Regions from separate parts of the Mus musculus genome. Here regions 1 and 3 are each linked to region 2. Evidence: chromatin contacts called from public HiChIP or PLAC-seq and promoter capture Hi-C data. All regions are on one chromosome and are shown on one strand. The core of a region is the stretch at or near the end of the contact, and the rest is flanking DNA. Distances in the headings are between cores, read along the strand shown. Region 1 overlaps St3gal4 (ST3 beta-galactoside alpha-2,3-sialyltransferase 4). Region 2 overlaps Ets1 (E26 avian leukemia oncogene 1, 5' domain). Region 3 holds the start of Hyls1 (HYLS1, centriolar and ciliogenesis associated).

Evidence for each region. Promoter capture Hi-C pulls out the DNA fragments that hold promoters and counts their contacts. HiChIP or PLAC-seq counts read pairs in DNA pulled down with a chosen protein or histone mark.
Region 1: a contact with region 2 is called in an H3K27ac HiChIP or PLAC-seq map of large pre-B cells, with 5 times the contacts expected there. The contact joins two enhancer-like sites. A contact is called at or near these places in 1 of 115 datasets of contacts at active chromatin or transcription factors (large pre-B cells) and 1 of 9 other capture datasets (embryonic stem cells).
Region 3: a promoter capture Hi-C map of pre-B cells shows a contact between it and region 2. The contact joins the promoter of Hyls1 here to the enhancer-like site in region 2. A contact is called at or near these places in 2 of 39 promoter capture datasets (liver and pre-B cells), 1 of 484 Hi-C or Micro-C datasets (adipose-derived mesenchymal stem cells) and 1 of 115 datasets of contacts at active chromatin or transcription factors (astrocytes).

The regions. Positions count from the first base shown.
Region 1 is chr9:35,058,432-35,063,182 of GRCm38.p6, forward strand. All of the region lies in intron 1 of St3gal4 (ST3 beta-galactoside alpha-2,3-sialyltransferase 4), which reads right to left. It overlaps Gm51705 (a long non-coding RNA gene), which reads left to right. Exons shown (of 3, transcript XR_003948316.1): 3 at 1,481-1,534. Among named protein-coding and RNA genes, the nearest start is that of Gm51705, 6.0 kb to the left of the region's middle. Within about 2 kb of position 3,295, at least 55 of the 459 cell types and tissues checked have an H3K27ac peak or open chromatin away from gene starts, as enhancers often do.
Region 2 is chr9:32,704,437-32,709,403 of GRCm38.p6, forward strand. The region is part of intron 3 of Ets1 (E26 avian leukemia oncogene 1, 5' domain); the gene reads left to right. Among named protein-coding and RNA genes, the nearest start is that of Ets1, 71 kb to the left of the region's middle. Within about 2 kb of position 1,890, at least 93 of the 459 cell types and tissues checked have an H3K27ac peak or open chromatin away from gene starts, as enhancers often do. A contact at or near this core is called in pre-B cells, where this site is marked.
Region 3 is chr9:35,567,303-35,572,221 of GRCm38.p6, forward strand. It overlaps Hyls1 (HYLS1, centriolar and ciliogenesis associated), which reads right to left and starts at 2,767. Exons shown (of 4, transcript NM_029762.1): 1 at 2,575-2,767; 2 at 1,153-1,203. It overlaps Pus3 (pseudouridine synthase 3), which reads left to right. Exons shown (of 5, transcript NM_023292.5): 5 at 1-99.

The sequences.
Region 1 (4,751 bases), core at 2,045-4,544, 2.4 Mb after region 2:
CTTCTCTCCTGCCCTCCTTCCTCCAGATCTTTCCTAAGAGGGGACGGGGGTGATGGGGGTGATGGAAGTGGAGAGGGAGATTCCATTTAAGTTGGCATTGACCTGAGGGGTTTAAAGTATCCGGATGTCTAGGTCAGGCTCTCCATGATTTTATTATATTAGTTAGAAGTCAAGCACCAGTAGTAAAAATGAAACACCCCCCCCCCAAAAAAAAACCTACCTCCTCTATGATGCTAGCATGAAGCCAAAATGGAAAATACCACATAGAACAGGTTCCAGAGTAAATGAACAACTTAGCCACACTCTGGCCTTGACCTTTAGGAAAGATTTTGGCAGTCACTACTAAGTAGCCTGGAGCAAACCCAAGCAACAAGACAGCTACTCCTTCTTTGGCTTCTTTCCCAATGCAGGTCTACACTGGCACATCTTTTTTTCTAGATCAGAACCAGGACAGCTCTATGTAGCCTGGCTAGTATTAAGGTTTGCTCCAAGGTGTCCCATCACAAACTTAAGCATGCTACTTCCTTTCCTTGCTGGGCTAGCCCAGAGAATTGCTTTGTATCTCCGGGTATTCCAGAGGCACGGGGCTTCTTGGACTGGTTGCTACAAGGACAATCTGTTGAGGGGAAGCCTGCAGTTGATCTATTCATGTCCAAGGCTCAGCAGCCTCCCCTCTGAACCAGTTGCCAAGAAGAACCACTCATTCACAGGTCAGCTACAATGCAAAGCTAGCCCACAGCAAGATAGCTATCTGCACCCTTGGTATTCTGCCATGAACAAGGTGTCCCTGGCTTAAAATGAGCTGATGAGCCTAGCCAGGGGACATGGGAAGAAACAGGGCCCTGTAGGAACTGGTACCCAGCCAATGCCTGCTATCCAAAAGGACTTCAACTAGATCAATATCCCCCAAAGGTTGAGCAGGTGACAGGCAGCCCAAGGTTTGCTCAATGGCTCTATGCCCTTTAGACCTTGATTTTTTTTCTATGAATTGAACTCAAGCCTTTGGCATGCTAGGCAAGTGCTCTACTATGGAACCATATCCCGCTGGTTCTCAGTTCTGTAGGGGAAAAAAGTAGAGCCCTTCTAACACCTTCAGACTCACCTACCAGTTTTCTCTCCAAATTCTACCACCTAGGTGAGAAATCCCAATCTATCACTTTCCCAGAATCTGGTACAGCCAAAGCCACACCTTTTGGCCCTTCCTAGTTTTATCTCTGACCAATAAACATGCTTCTCTTAAAGTAACTGTCTGTGGCTGCATCATCCTACCGTAGGCTACCCTTGCCTCAGGCTTTCCTCCAAAGCTAAACCTCTTCGCCCCACTCCCTTACCATCTACCATCTCCACCTTTCCCTGAGAAACGGAACACCAAGCCTTGTTCTGGCTTAGAACACTCCATCTCAGAAACCATCTATCTCAAAAGCCTGATGCTGGCATTGCGCAACCAGGAACCTACAAATTCAATCCTTATGCCCTGCAGATACATCAGACGCATGCCTGATGATCGATACTGTCAACCTGTCAGGATCTAGAATCACCTAAGGTATGTCTGAGTGATCTTTCAGATTAGGTTTCATTGGGGTGGGAAGATCAACCACGCCAAAGGCATCACAGTTCCTCTAGCTGGCTGTGGCCAAGACTAACTATAAGGGAGGAAGTGAGCTGGGCACCAGCAGAGGGCCCTTTGCTTCCCCGATTTGCAAGCAGTGTGACCAGCCACCTCTCACCCTGACTGCCAGGCTTTTCCCACCACGATGGACTGTACCCTCAAACTGTGAGCCAAAAACAAACAAACAAACAAACAAAAAACCAAACAGTTCCTTCCTTAAATTGCTTGTTAGGTATTTTGCCATGTCAACTAGAAAAGAAACTGATAAACTGCAAGTGTCCCCAAGCACACTAACAGAGCCTAGATCCTTCCCACAGCATATTCCATACCCCCATCCCCACACTTGCCCAGGTTTTTCTGCACTAGGATACCTCATATGGTTTAAATGTGAGCCCTTACGTTCATGCATTGAAAACTTGATCCTGAATGTGTGGTATTGGGAGACGGGACCTATAAGGAGATGTGTAGGGCTCAGTAATAGAAAACCTGTCTAGCGTTCCTTTCTCAGTACTTTGGGCAGAGAGTTCTGCCCTCATGAGTGAACCAGTGTCCTCCCCTTGCACCCCCCACACACAGAGGAATGGATTCTGTAAGCTGGAAATGGAGTTATTATAATAAGACAAATTTGGCCTCTCACCCTCTCCCCTACTTCCACTCTCTGCCCCTCCTTCTGCCTCCATCTGTCCGAAGATGAATCAGCCAGAAGGCCTCATCTTGGATTTTGCATCCTCCATAACCATGATCTAAATGAACGTCTATTCATTATACAGTATCCAGGCTACAGAATTTGGTTAAAGCAGCACAAAGCAGACTAAGAATGATCTAATCTTGATAAGTAGGGCAAGTACTGTTACAAATACCCGAAAACGTGAAATTACCTTTGGAACCGGCTAGAGAGGAGAGGCTAGAAAAAAATCCGCATGTGCAGGCTAGGAAAAGTTAAGGTGAACAGAGAGTCAGGCAAGGGCTCACATTAGAACTGTAGGGAAAGTCTGGACTTTCTTATACATTACACAAGTGGTGCAGAAACTAGAGTAAAAACCATCCTAGTAATAAAGTGGCTAACAATATGGCTGAATTGTTAGTGCCCTAAAACTTTACAGAATAGGAGGAAAGAGGATATTTGGTGGAAGAAGCTTGGTCACAAAGCACTCAGGATGCTGTGTGGCTTAACTGTCCACCCTAGATTGTGAGTAGAAAGATGTGATTGTAAAGTGGAATCTAGAAATCAAATAAAACAGAACTTAGGGATCTGAAGGGTTCTCAGCCTGAACTCTGCAGAAAATTAAAAGCAATTTCATGAAAGAAAAATGCAGGTGTGGCTAAGTAATCATTTGATAGAGTAGGATAGACAGAGTGAGGTCTGAGTCTATTCACACAGGACAATGGGAGAATGACCCCAAAGGCCCCTTGGAGACTTCTATTGAGGTCCCTCCCATTTCACACCCAGAATGCCAAGCTTCAGAGAGAAAAATAATCAGAAGAGAAGCCAGATCTTGGGGCTTGTTGCCAAGGGCTAAGATAAGCCTTCACACCCTACATTCTTCACAGCCTCCTGCTGTCTCAACCGCTCCTCTCTGGAGAATTTTGACCCATCCTCCTAAAATTACCACAAGACAAGCTGTGGCAGTGGTCACTCAGTGCCAGCTCTGTAGATACAGGATGTAAGAGCAGTGGGGCATGACTTCCTCTGCCTGGATTTCAAAAGATATGATAGCAGCCCGGGACCTGGGCATAGGCAGAGCCAGCAAAGAAGACTTTCAGGAAGGCAAGGCCTAGCAGAACTATGGAGTCAGAACACAATAGAGTCCTAGGAGGTCTAGTGGAACCACAGGGTGGGGTGGAACCATCCACAGGGTGAGGCAGAGCCTTCCATGAGATCTCAGAATTGTCAGGCAACCAGAATGTACACAGACCAGTTACAGTGTACTCTCTTCTTATTACTTCTATTGTCTATCTCACTATTCTAGTGACTAAATAATTCAAAGGCCAAAAAAAAAAAAAAATTGCTATGAGAATGAAGAAATTGTCTCAGGCTACTTGATTACATGGTGAACCTCAAGATTGTATACTGGGAAAACGTGTCTCTAGTTGTGACATGGCTCAGCCCTAGCACACACCTTTAATCCAAGAGCTTTCTGTTTATTGTAAACAAGATTAAATAAAGTCAACCATAGGTCAAGAGGCAGAGCAAGCAACCAGTTAACAGGAAGTGAAGACAGGAAAGTACCATAGAGTGAGAGCAAGTCAGGAGGAGGGAGAGAGAGATGAACAGGAAGTGGAGAAGGAGAAAGGGCTTTTTCCTTCTGGGATGTTGGCTGAAGAGGAAGGTTGGCTGGGTGCTTTCCCAGCTCCTCTGAGCCATCAGGCTTTCACCCCAGCATCTGGCTCCTGGGTCTTCATTTGGTGAATCTAACAACTGGGATTTTATTTTAAAAGCAAAACAACATTTGGTGCTCCAACCTATGGCATGACACCACAGACAGAGAAATCACTCCAGCTGAGGACAAACTGAGAAGACATCTGATTTATTAAGTCACCTAAGAAGTCTTCAAGAAGAGAGTTCAGGATGGGAAATACCATAATACAAGACACTAGGACTCCATATAGTGCTACTTTAGATGGCTTGAAAATACAAGCAGAAAATAAAAGACTAAATGGACTTGACTGAAATTTGCTCAATACCAACTATGATTATTATCATTTGATTATTTCATATTTTATTTTTAATAGCCATAGTAGCTTTCTGTAACCGCTCAAAGGAAAAATATTTATAGAGATACAATAAAAATAAAGCCATGAAAAGTAGATTAATAAGATACAAGCTTTAGAGAGACTCATAAATGAAAATAGGAAAAATATTCAGACACAGAGAAATTTAGACAAGAACCTACCCTGCATGATGAAACTGAAGAAGGGCTGCCCCAGGTTGTTAGAAAACCAACCTTAGTTTATCTAATTACTATACAAGACCTACCAGCAGATGATAGGCACCCCCAAGGTTATGAAGAAATTTCAGGGAATCCTATAGATTTGAGGAGATTTAAGGAAGCGATCATTTCATATGGTATACATCCATCCTGTATGAAGCAGATATTGAATTTATGGTCAACTCAGAACAGAATTATCCACCAAGGCTGGA
Region 2 (4,967 bases), core at 640-3,139:
CCCCCACCTTGGGTACCACCCTATCTTGGGATATCTAGTCCCAGCAAGACTGGGTACATCCTTTCCCACTGAGGCCCAACCAGGCAGTCGGGTAGGGGAAGGGGGGTCTAACAGCAGGGAACAGAGACAGAGACTGCCCATGCTTCCCTTGGTAGGGGACTCACAGGAAGACCGAGCTGCTGCACATTTGCTATGAATGTAGGAGGCCTAGGTCTGGCCCCTAGATGATTCCTGCTTGATAGCCCAGTCTCTGTGAGCCTCCGGGTGATTGTTTTTAAGGCTTTAGAAGCTTCTACTACGTGCCAGGCCTTGTGCCTGTTCCTAAAGGAATGATTTATTTGTGTGTGTGTTGTGTGAACGAAACTCAAATTTTCCTAAGGTCATTCATTGTCATTCATATTCAAAATAAAAATATATGATAAGTCTGAATTTAAATTATACTTATAGTGTGATAAACTTAATTATAAACTTCTGTTTATAATTATACTGATTCTTATTTTTCTTGGTATTTTTATCTAACCTTTAGATAAATTCCTTATATTTTGTGTAAGTTGTCTTACACCATCCAGATACTACTCATGTGTAGAATTCAGTGGAGAATAATCAGGACTGACTAGAGGGACCTATCATCAGAGTAAAATTAAGTATTATTTATGAAATATAAAGTTTACTTTGTAAGTTCAACTTCAGAGGGGGCAGACACACACACACAAACACAGACACTCACATAGATAGACAAACAGACACACAGAGAGAGGTAGACAGAGACAGACAGACACACACAGGGAGGGAGAGAGAGAGAGAGAGAGAGAGAGAGAGAGAGAGAGAGAGAGAGAGAGAGAGAGAGCATGAGTGAGCTCCTGTCAGGAGGATTCTAGCCATATCAGTGTACCTGCTTGTATGACTCTGGGAAAAAATAATTTCATTTATTCTGAATCTCACTTTCTTTTCGGTTTTTTGAGACAGGGTTTCTCTCTGTAGCCCTGGCTGTCCTGGAACTCACTCTGTAGATCAGGCTGGCCTCGAACTCAGAAATCTGCCTGCCTCTGCCTCCCAAGTGCTGGGATTAAAGGCGTGCACCACCACGCCGGGCTTTGAATCTCACTTTCTTAATTGGCCAAGTAAGTCACTTAGAAAAGCTAAGGTTTCTCTTAACACTGATGGCTTGTGACTTTGGGCAACAGTAAAGGCTGGTAAACAACATAGACTGCTATTGATGAGGTAGACAGGTCACTACTTTGACTCAGTCACTGGGGAGTTTTTGGGTACCTCTGTAAAGGGCAGCTTGTACAAGAAGATATTAGGAATTGTGCAAAGCTATCCCAACGATCACATGTAACAGGCTTCCCAGTTAATGCCTGGTTTCAACTTGTCTGGGATCATTTCTGAATATGTCATTTCAGGTAGTGCTGGGCCAGGAGTCATGTCTTCCAGTACAACAGCTTCCTTTTCTGCATAATCATTGGCCACAGGGCCAGCTAAAGGCAGTTCCAGGGAGGGGTCTGAATTGGAGGAAGACATAATGTAGGTTAGGAGTCTGGTAGGCAGAGCAACGAACCCAGCTGTATCCTCACAGCTGCCCATGCGGTCTGAGTAATGACTTATTTCATGGAAGCTGCCCCTTCTTGTTGCTCTGTTCTGTTGAGAAACAGTCCCCTCCTGCAGCTGGAATGTACTCCGCTGTGAGGCATCTCAGCACCTTTTCCTGACAAGCCTGGTGAGACAAGGTCCTCACTGCCTGTTTGCACAGAGGGAAGGGCCCATGCCTGCCTGTGGGACTGTTCACAGGTGCTTCCTGGGCAGCAACCGGCTGACCCCTCCATGGGCATGGCCTGCCTGGTGGAGTTGGGGGCAGGCAAGATGCCACCTGCTTTGACTTCCCAGTCATCCAGGAAGCTCTAACTGTGTGCTGGTGTGTCAACAGCGACCCTCTCGCTTCTCAAAGGCTCCCTTTGTGGCTGGCTGTGGCGTCGCCTACGCATGTTTGTTATCTGTGATCTCATTTTATTGATGTTATTTCTACATTTTGAGAAAGATCTGTGACAGTTACCCCTTCTTTGGGAAACAAGGGCCTAGGTACAGCTTGTTGATTTGGAAGGAAAACCAGGAAGACTGCCATTGAGTTCTTATCAGAGGGCAGATCTAACTCCTACCCATCTTTATTTTTTTGGTGCTGTTGTGGTGTTCCCCCCCTCCATGTGTGTGTGTGTGTGTGTGTGTGTGTGTGTGTACATATATACATACATATATTTGTATATTAGGTTTTGAATACTAGGTATGCGGCAAAGACCCTGATTGTCTTATCCTACTCTGTAGTAGTGAAACGTTTATTCCCGTTTCATAGATAAGAAAGTGAGATGTTAAAACCTTATCACAAAGGTCCTAAGCACACATTCAAACCCAGCAGTAGCCAGTTCTAAAAATCACATGGATGATATCAACACGGTTTTTGAAATACTTAGATGTTGAATTCGGAGGGGACACTGAGATCTGCTGTGCATGTTTAGCAGTCTGCCTAAGTACTGCCTTGTAATTTGGTAATGTGTTACAGTTTGACACACGCCTTTACCCAGCAGAGACCCCAGTAATCCCTATGAGTTGCCGATATTTTGTGAAAAAGGAGAGTATACAGAAGGGATGCCAAGTTGTTCTCTCAGTGCCACATGCACCATATGGTAAAACCACAGCTGGACTTTGTCAGATGTCCTGATGGCTCCATTTAGCCACCCAGCTTATATATTTCTCTTGTGTGGTGAGTGCCTCCACAATAGTCATAATAACCACTAACATGAGACAGAAATGTCAGCAAGGCAGTCGCCCCTTTTTTGTTGCTGCAAGTACCCTTCCTCTACATCTTCAGTGAGTCTACATGGGTGCTAACTAGAGATCTGGGAACAGGGTGCCCAGACCCTTGATGTCACATCTAGGAAAGTGGCAGAGATACCCAAAATACCAGGAGCAGACAGGAAAGTGGCTTGCTCTGTAGGGCACTGGACAAACTAATGTGCACTTTTCTTTGGAGAGAGGTTGACTTTGGACCTTAAGAAGGTTGAGTTTTGTTGTTTTGTTGTTTTTTTGTTTTTGTTTTCTTGGTTTTCTTTTGTATTTTTATTCCTAAGAGATTTGAAAAGAATCCCCCAGCCCTGTTTTCCTGTATTAAACTGAAATGTGCTTTGCTTGGGCCTTCTGTGCCTCCGTGTGTGTAGAGTGAGGTGGATTTTTATGAACAAAGGGAAAGTCAGACAGCTGGAGGTTGCTTCTAAACACAACAAAACAGAGTAGAAAAATTTGAATGTCATAGTACGTGTTATATAAAAGAACTGTGCCCGAGAGGCATACCAGAATTAATGACATCTTAGATGAATGGTGTATTCTTCCTATTCAAAACAGAAGTACCATTTAAGCTGTGGCACCAGGTATAGGTGTGTGTGTGTGTGTGTGTGTGTGTGTGTGTGTGTGTGTGTGTGTTCACTCAGAAACTAGTTAGATTGGACCAGATCTCTAATTATTCTTCTTAAGACATGTCAGTACCCTTGCCTCCTCTCCTTGTTTTGATCTTGCTGGAAGCAAGCTAAATGACAAACTAACTGTTGACCTGAGAAGTATTCCCTTGGGCTTGCTACTATTTTCTTGCAAATGCATATCAATCCTAAGTAGCTGCCCAATAACATGGTGTTCCCTGGAGGACTACGTGGGGCGGGGGTGGGGGTGGGGGGTAAGGATGGGAAGGAGGTGGTGGTACAACAGCTTATAGCAAAAACAGAAAGAAGAGCTTTAAGTTTGGCACTTTCTAGTCTGGGCACTCAATTCTTGTCAGGAAAATTTTAGAACACATATAAAGTAAATCTTAATGCATCCAGAAGGTGACTCTCCTCTTCAAACCAGGATCAGTATCTGATGTAGAACCTCCCACTTACAAGTAGCTCACAGCAGGCCTAAAGGATCAGTCCTTGATCTTATCATGCCTGACCTGAAGAGTTCCTCTGCTGTGCACTGAGCTGTCGGGAAGAGGTTGTCATCTTGTGTCCTTCTGAGGCCTGAGTCTGTTTTGACTCCAGGCCTCCAGGTAATTGTTACCTGTGCATAGTCTCTGTCTTCTTGAAGGATGCTGTTCTGAGTAGGCTGACACTCTTTGGGAGAAAGGGTAGGAGAGTTAACGAGTTCATGTTTAGAAAATGCCCGAGTCGAGTCACTGTTGATGCAGGGAGAGTTGTTTAATTAGTGGGAGATCTGATACAGACTGGTGATGCTCAATACGATGAACTCTCCAAGGTGAGTCACATTGAGTCACATGTGTGTGTCCAGGAAGCATATCCTTGATTTCATATAGATCAAGAGTTCCACTACCCACTTCCCTTGTCTCCTGACAGAAATAAAACACTCTGCAAAATGGTTGGCCATCCCTTAGATTTTCTAGACATAGCTGTTCCTGTAGCGTAAGCGATAAGAGAAATTTGTGTTTGTAGAGTACCAGGTATGTGCCAGGTACTTCATAAGCTTTACAGAAGCACTCGTATCTGTACGTTAGCTACCTCTGTGAAGTTAATTGTTTCATCCCCAGTTTTTCCATATAAGAAATGGAATCGCAGAAAATTTCCAATAATTTACTCAGGACCACAAAGGCTCAATGTCCCAGATCTTTATTTGGAGCTTGATCACAAAGCCCAGCCTACATAGAACACCCATTTGGAGAGAAACCTTGACTCCTGGGATGCTATTTTCTGTGTAATATTTTCTTCTAAGAGCCTCATTAATATCAATATTAGGCAAAAAAAACCCCATTCAGTTGTCTATAAATGTATGCCATAAGGATGGATTTAGGTGATTCCTAGCACATATTTTCAAGTTCAAGATGGATAAATGAAAGCACCCTTGGTAAACTTGCACACCGAATTTGTGCTTTGCCCTCCCCCACCCCCTCCCCCACCCCTCTTTGCCGACTGGGAAACCAAGGAATGAAGTGAGAG
Region 3 (4,919 bases), core at 1,517-4,016, 2.9 Mb after region 2:
TGTTTTAACGAGGCAGCTAAGTACAGAGGCAGAGAAACTTTTTAGTAAGGGTAGGAGTAAAAACTTTTAGGTTCTGAATAAAATGATATATTGAACTCATCTTAGGACCCTTTAGAGTTGTGAAAACATTTTTGTTTCTTGTTGACCAAGTTCTGGAAGGTTCAACTTTGCAGAACTTGAGACAGAAGAAAGAAAAAAGTTTTGAGTCTCAAGGTGTGGAGGCAAACACCTATACTCCCAGCCTTTGGGTGGAGACAGAATCTAAGTTCAAAGTTTTCACCACACAGTGACTTGAAGGCCAACCTGGGCTATTAGAAACCCTTTCTCAACAACCACACATGAAAAAGCTTTGAACCCAAGGTGGAAAATACAAGTTTCCTAAAGGGTTGGAAATTAGCAAAATACTTAGTATGGCTGGAAATTGACAAAAAGTTAATTTGGGTAAGCAGTGTGTCACATTCATTATTTTCTAGAACCACAGAGAAATTTTAAAAGAAATTATGTAGGAAAAGTATTACTAATATTTATAAATGCTAATATGTACTGAAGCATACACAATTCTTAACTCATTGCAAAGTAACTTAGCAAAGTAACCTTAGCAAAATAACTTAGGTTTCTACCTTAGTCACCTGTCACTATAGTAGCGTTATGCAGATTTATTAAACAAATAAAACCGAAGTTCAAGACCCAAAACACACCATATCCTGAAACTGCTAACTAAAGGAACATGTAAGAACACACAGTATTTACAGTATTCTGGTGCTGCCTAAATGCTAGGGCTCCTAGCGTTGGAGGATGGTAGAGAATTGAAGATTTCAGGAAAGAGTTCCAGTTTAGAAGATCAAAGAGCATAAGATGGGTGAGTAACTTGTGCAGAAGTGTACAGCACAGTACTAACTTTCACGGCCCAGCAGAGGAGCCAGGAAAGCAGTGACACAAGTCACTTGTCATGGAACAGTCTTAAAAAGGACTGCTTTGTCTTTGAATTTTTAAAATTCTGAAGAGTTTTGTGTGTGTGTGTGTGTGAGTTCAAGTGTTCATGGAGGTCAGGAGAAGGCATCTTTTGAGTCCTTGGAGCTGAAATTCGAGGTATTTGTAAGGCGTCCATTGGGCACTGGGATCCCAACTCTGAGCCTCAGAGCAGTTTCTTACCTTATTTTGTTTTTCCTTGACTGGCTGTATTTGAGTTAACAAAAAGGAAACCTAGAAAAGAAAAACTGACTTTAAGAAACATTCTTATTTAAAAAGTCATTTCTAAAGCACAGTACATTGGGGCAGGAGTGGGGTGGGGGAGCCCTAACTGAAGGGTGTTAGTTACACTCTGGAGTCTATAGAAGCAAGAGTTCAAGGCTGAGGCAAATCCTCTTAAGAGGTTGTCTGGGGATGAATATAAAAGAAAATGGGTTCAGTTAGCTTCTTGGTTGTCATCACAGAAGCAGTCAATGAGAAGCTCCTAAAGGTATTTTTACAAAATTACTTCAGAGAGAGAATATTTATACAAACTCCAAAGTAGGACTGAATGTTAGAAAAATGTAAAGTAGGGAATAAAGCTTACTTCACTTAAAAAGTGGAATTACTTCAAAAGGTTTTGAAGTTTAATTGAGACATGTATATATCTCTTCTGGAGTTGGCCTGGGGTGATTTTAGACTAAAGCCAAGATGATTTTTAATGGCATCCTTACAGTGATAAAGTCCTGTTCCTTTGTGTTCAAATTATGTCCCCTTCATTTTTACACCTCAAATATGTAGATGCTTACAAGTGAAATGCAACTTCTCATGTTTATAGGTTATACTCAGTTCCTTTGCTTACAACGATCTCACAAGCTAAGCCATCTTATATATCGAGGATAAATATGGGTAATAGTGACTAAAATTACCTTTCCCTTAAAAACAAAAAACCCTCAAACAGTTTAATGCTCCAGGATTACCTAGTTACAGTAAAAAGATTCAGGGCTGGGGGGTGGGGTGGGATTTTTAACCCTTTAAATTCCTGTATTTGGCTATAACTGAAATTATGGTGCAATTTAACTTCTAAATTGAATGACAAACTGCTCTCTAGAAAAACTGATTATTACCTCAACACACGCGTTAGAGTGCCTCTATTTTCACTTTCATCAGCACTGCACACTGAAAAAACCTAGCCAACTTGAAAGAAAGGGCACAGTGATATTTTTGTTTGTATTGTATAGTTTTTATACGGGTTTTCTCACTCTTTCTGGGGTAAGATCACCCAGAGGGGTTCCTTCAGTTTTACTTGCTATCCTAAATCCTAAGCAAGCCGGCTGTACACTTGAATCCACGGAAGGTGTAACCCAAACCTGAGGCTACTTCCCTGCTCTTCCAACAATAACACCACCAGTCGCACCATCTGGCCACGGGCGTGCCGTGAGCTCGACTTCCCCAGGGACCCGTCCCCGTTTCCATGCTGGCAGGGAGGGCTCTGTCCACTCGCTTGCCCACCGGGCAAAAGTGGCGCAGGCAAGGTGTACATTACATTGTGACCTGCAGGGGCTTGGGCGGCCTGTGCTCGGGCTGCGAGTTAAAGACGTCCCGAGCAACGCTGCCGAGATTTACCTTGAACGCCAGAACCTGGCAGGGAAGAAAACGCGAATCCACGCGCAGCGGCCGAGGGAAAGAGCGTGGGCTCCGCTGCACCCTGTCCCAGGAAAGGTCCACCGCTCCGGCTCCGTGATCCTCACCAGCCTCGGCCGCCGCTGCCCAGGGTCTAGCAGTCGCGGCTCACCCCGGAACGCTGTTTCCCACTCGCGCAGGCGCACGACACCTCCACGTTCAGCGTAGTCGTTAACGGTCCGCTGTTCAAGTTTAAATCCCGAAGAGAGCCCACGCCTTTGGCTCCGCCCACCATCTCTCTCGTTGGTCCAGAGGCCAGACGTTCTCCACGTCTACATAACGATTGGTGCACATTTTCTCTAAGCCCTCCCCAACCTCGGGCCCGGAAGCGGGGTTTGGGGCGTGGAGCTGAAGTGGGAACCCGCCGGACCGTGGCGCGGAATCTGTTTCTTGGTCGTGTGGGTGTTAGTCTGGCGGTTAGGCAACGGGCTGGCCCTGCTCCGTGCCGCAGCCGCTCTTGGCTGTGGCCGGCGGCGTCGGAGGGTAGCGGAGGGGAGGGTTCTGGGGCGTGGCTGGCCCGGCTCGTGAGTCGGTCTCCACTGCAACCCGCGATAGGACCGCCCGACCAATTCCAGCTGCAGCGGTCCCCGCGGCACGGTATGCACTCTTCCAGAACGCACTATTATTGCCCTCCTTTTCTAGCGTACTGTTAACAAAATAGTATAATAAAAATATTACATGTATGTCTGACGTTTACAATGATTTGTGTACTTACAAAGAAAAAAAAAGGGACCCTAGTGCTTTGGGGACTACTGAGGGTAAGATCGGAAAAGAGGCCCCCATCCCCCGTACTTTAACTTTCTACATCAAATACAAATAGGTGTTTATTTCTTAATATATAGAAAGCTGGGTTGTTAAGATAGCTCTGGGGTTAAGAGCACGGGTTGCTCTTCCATAGGTCCTGAGTTCAATTCCTAGTAATCACATAGTTGCACATGGTTGGCTCATAAAGGGATCTTATGCTCTCTTCTGGGAGCGGGTGTTCATCAGACAGAGCACTCATACGTACCCCCACCCCTCAAATGCTAGAATGCTTAAATCTTCCAAACAATTCTTTTTTTGTTGAGGTTTTTTTTTTTTTTTTTTGCTTTTTGAGACAGGGTTTCTCTGTATATCCCTGGCTGTCCTGGAATTTACTTTGTAGACCAGGCTGGCCTCAAACTCAGAAATCCACCTGCCTCTGCCTCTTATCACTTGCCTACTTAGCTTTTTAATCAGGGCCCTTGCTCTACCTCTGAGGCAGTTAAGAATTTATGAAAACTGAATGACTACCCCTTGATGGACAATGTGACACTACTTTATTACACACATTCTTAGGACAAATATCCTGCTTTCATGTAATGCTTGTATGGAATTTCCTTTAGCATGGAACCTCCAGCTAATGTGTCTTAAGCAAGGTTAGATGATTCATTTTCTTACCTACTTTTGGACATTCAGCTTCATTTCTATACCTCAAAGTTAGGAGCTTGCCATGTAGCCCAGGCTGGCCTTGATGTAGGCAGATGGCAGACTCAGATTTGAGAAACAGAACAAAGGTAGGCAGTAGAGATGAGCTTAAGAGGTAGGTCATGTAGGCCAATGGGAGCAAATCTGACTTTAGCCAAAGAACTATGGAACTGGGTATCTGAAGCAGAATTGGGGCATGCTATGAAATACTCAGGTTTATTCTTGAAATTATTTTCTTTCCTTGAGAATAATGGATTAGAGGAATGCACAATTTTATGTAAAATCTGAATGAGACATAATTGCATATTCGAGGCATAGGTTGTGGTACGTAGGCTAGGATGGTAATGGCCAGGATATTAAGAAGGGGAAAGACAGATATATTTTGTGTCTATGACCAGAACACATATTTTATAAGGCTGAGGTGTGAGAGATCAAGTGTGGTTTCTTAGTTCATAGATTTCTGGCTGGTGCAGCTGAATGTTCTTTTCTCGAACAGGAGATACTGGAAAAAGACTTTTTTGGGTGAGGTAGAGTTAAGCTTTGAGCACATTGTATTTGAGGTGTGTGTTAGCATTCTGTTGCTGTGACTTAATAGAGACACTGAAATGGAGGACAGATTTATTGTGGTTCCAAGTTTGAGCTCATGCTCATTTAGGGCTACTGTTCTTAGGTGATGGTTGGGCAGAATATCACGGTGGGTAGAAGTAGAGGGAGCAGAACACAGCTGCTCATCTTGTGGTAGCTGGGAAGCAGAGAGACAGAGAGGCAGATAACATGCTGATCTTTTGCTGTTCTGTGGAACTAGCCTCCGCATGAATTCCCCAACTCCTGAGAGTTGTCTT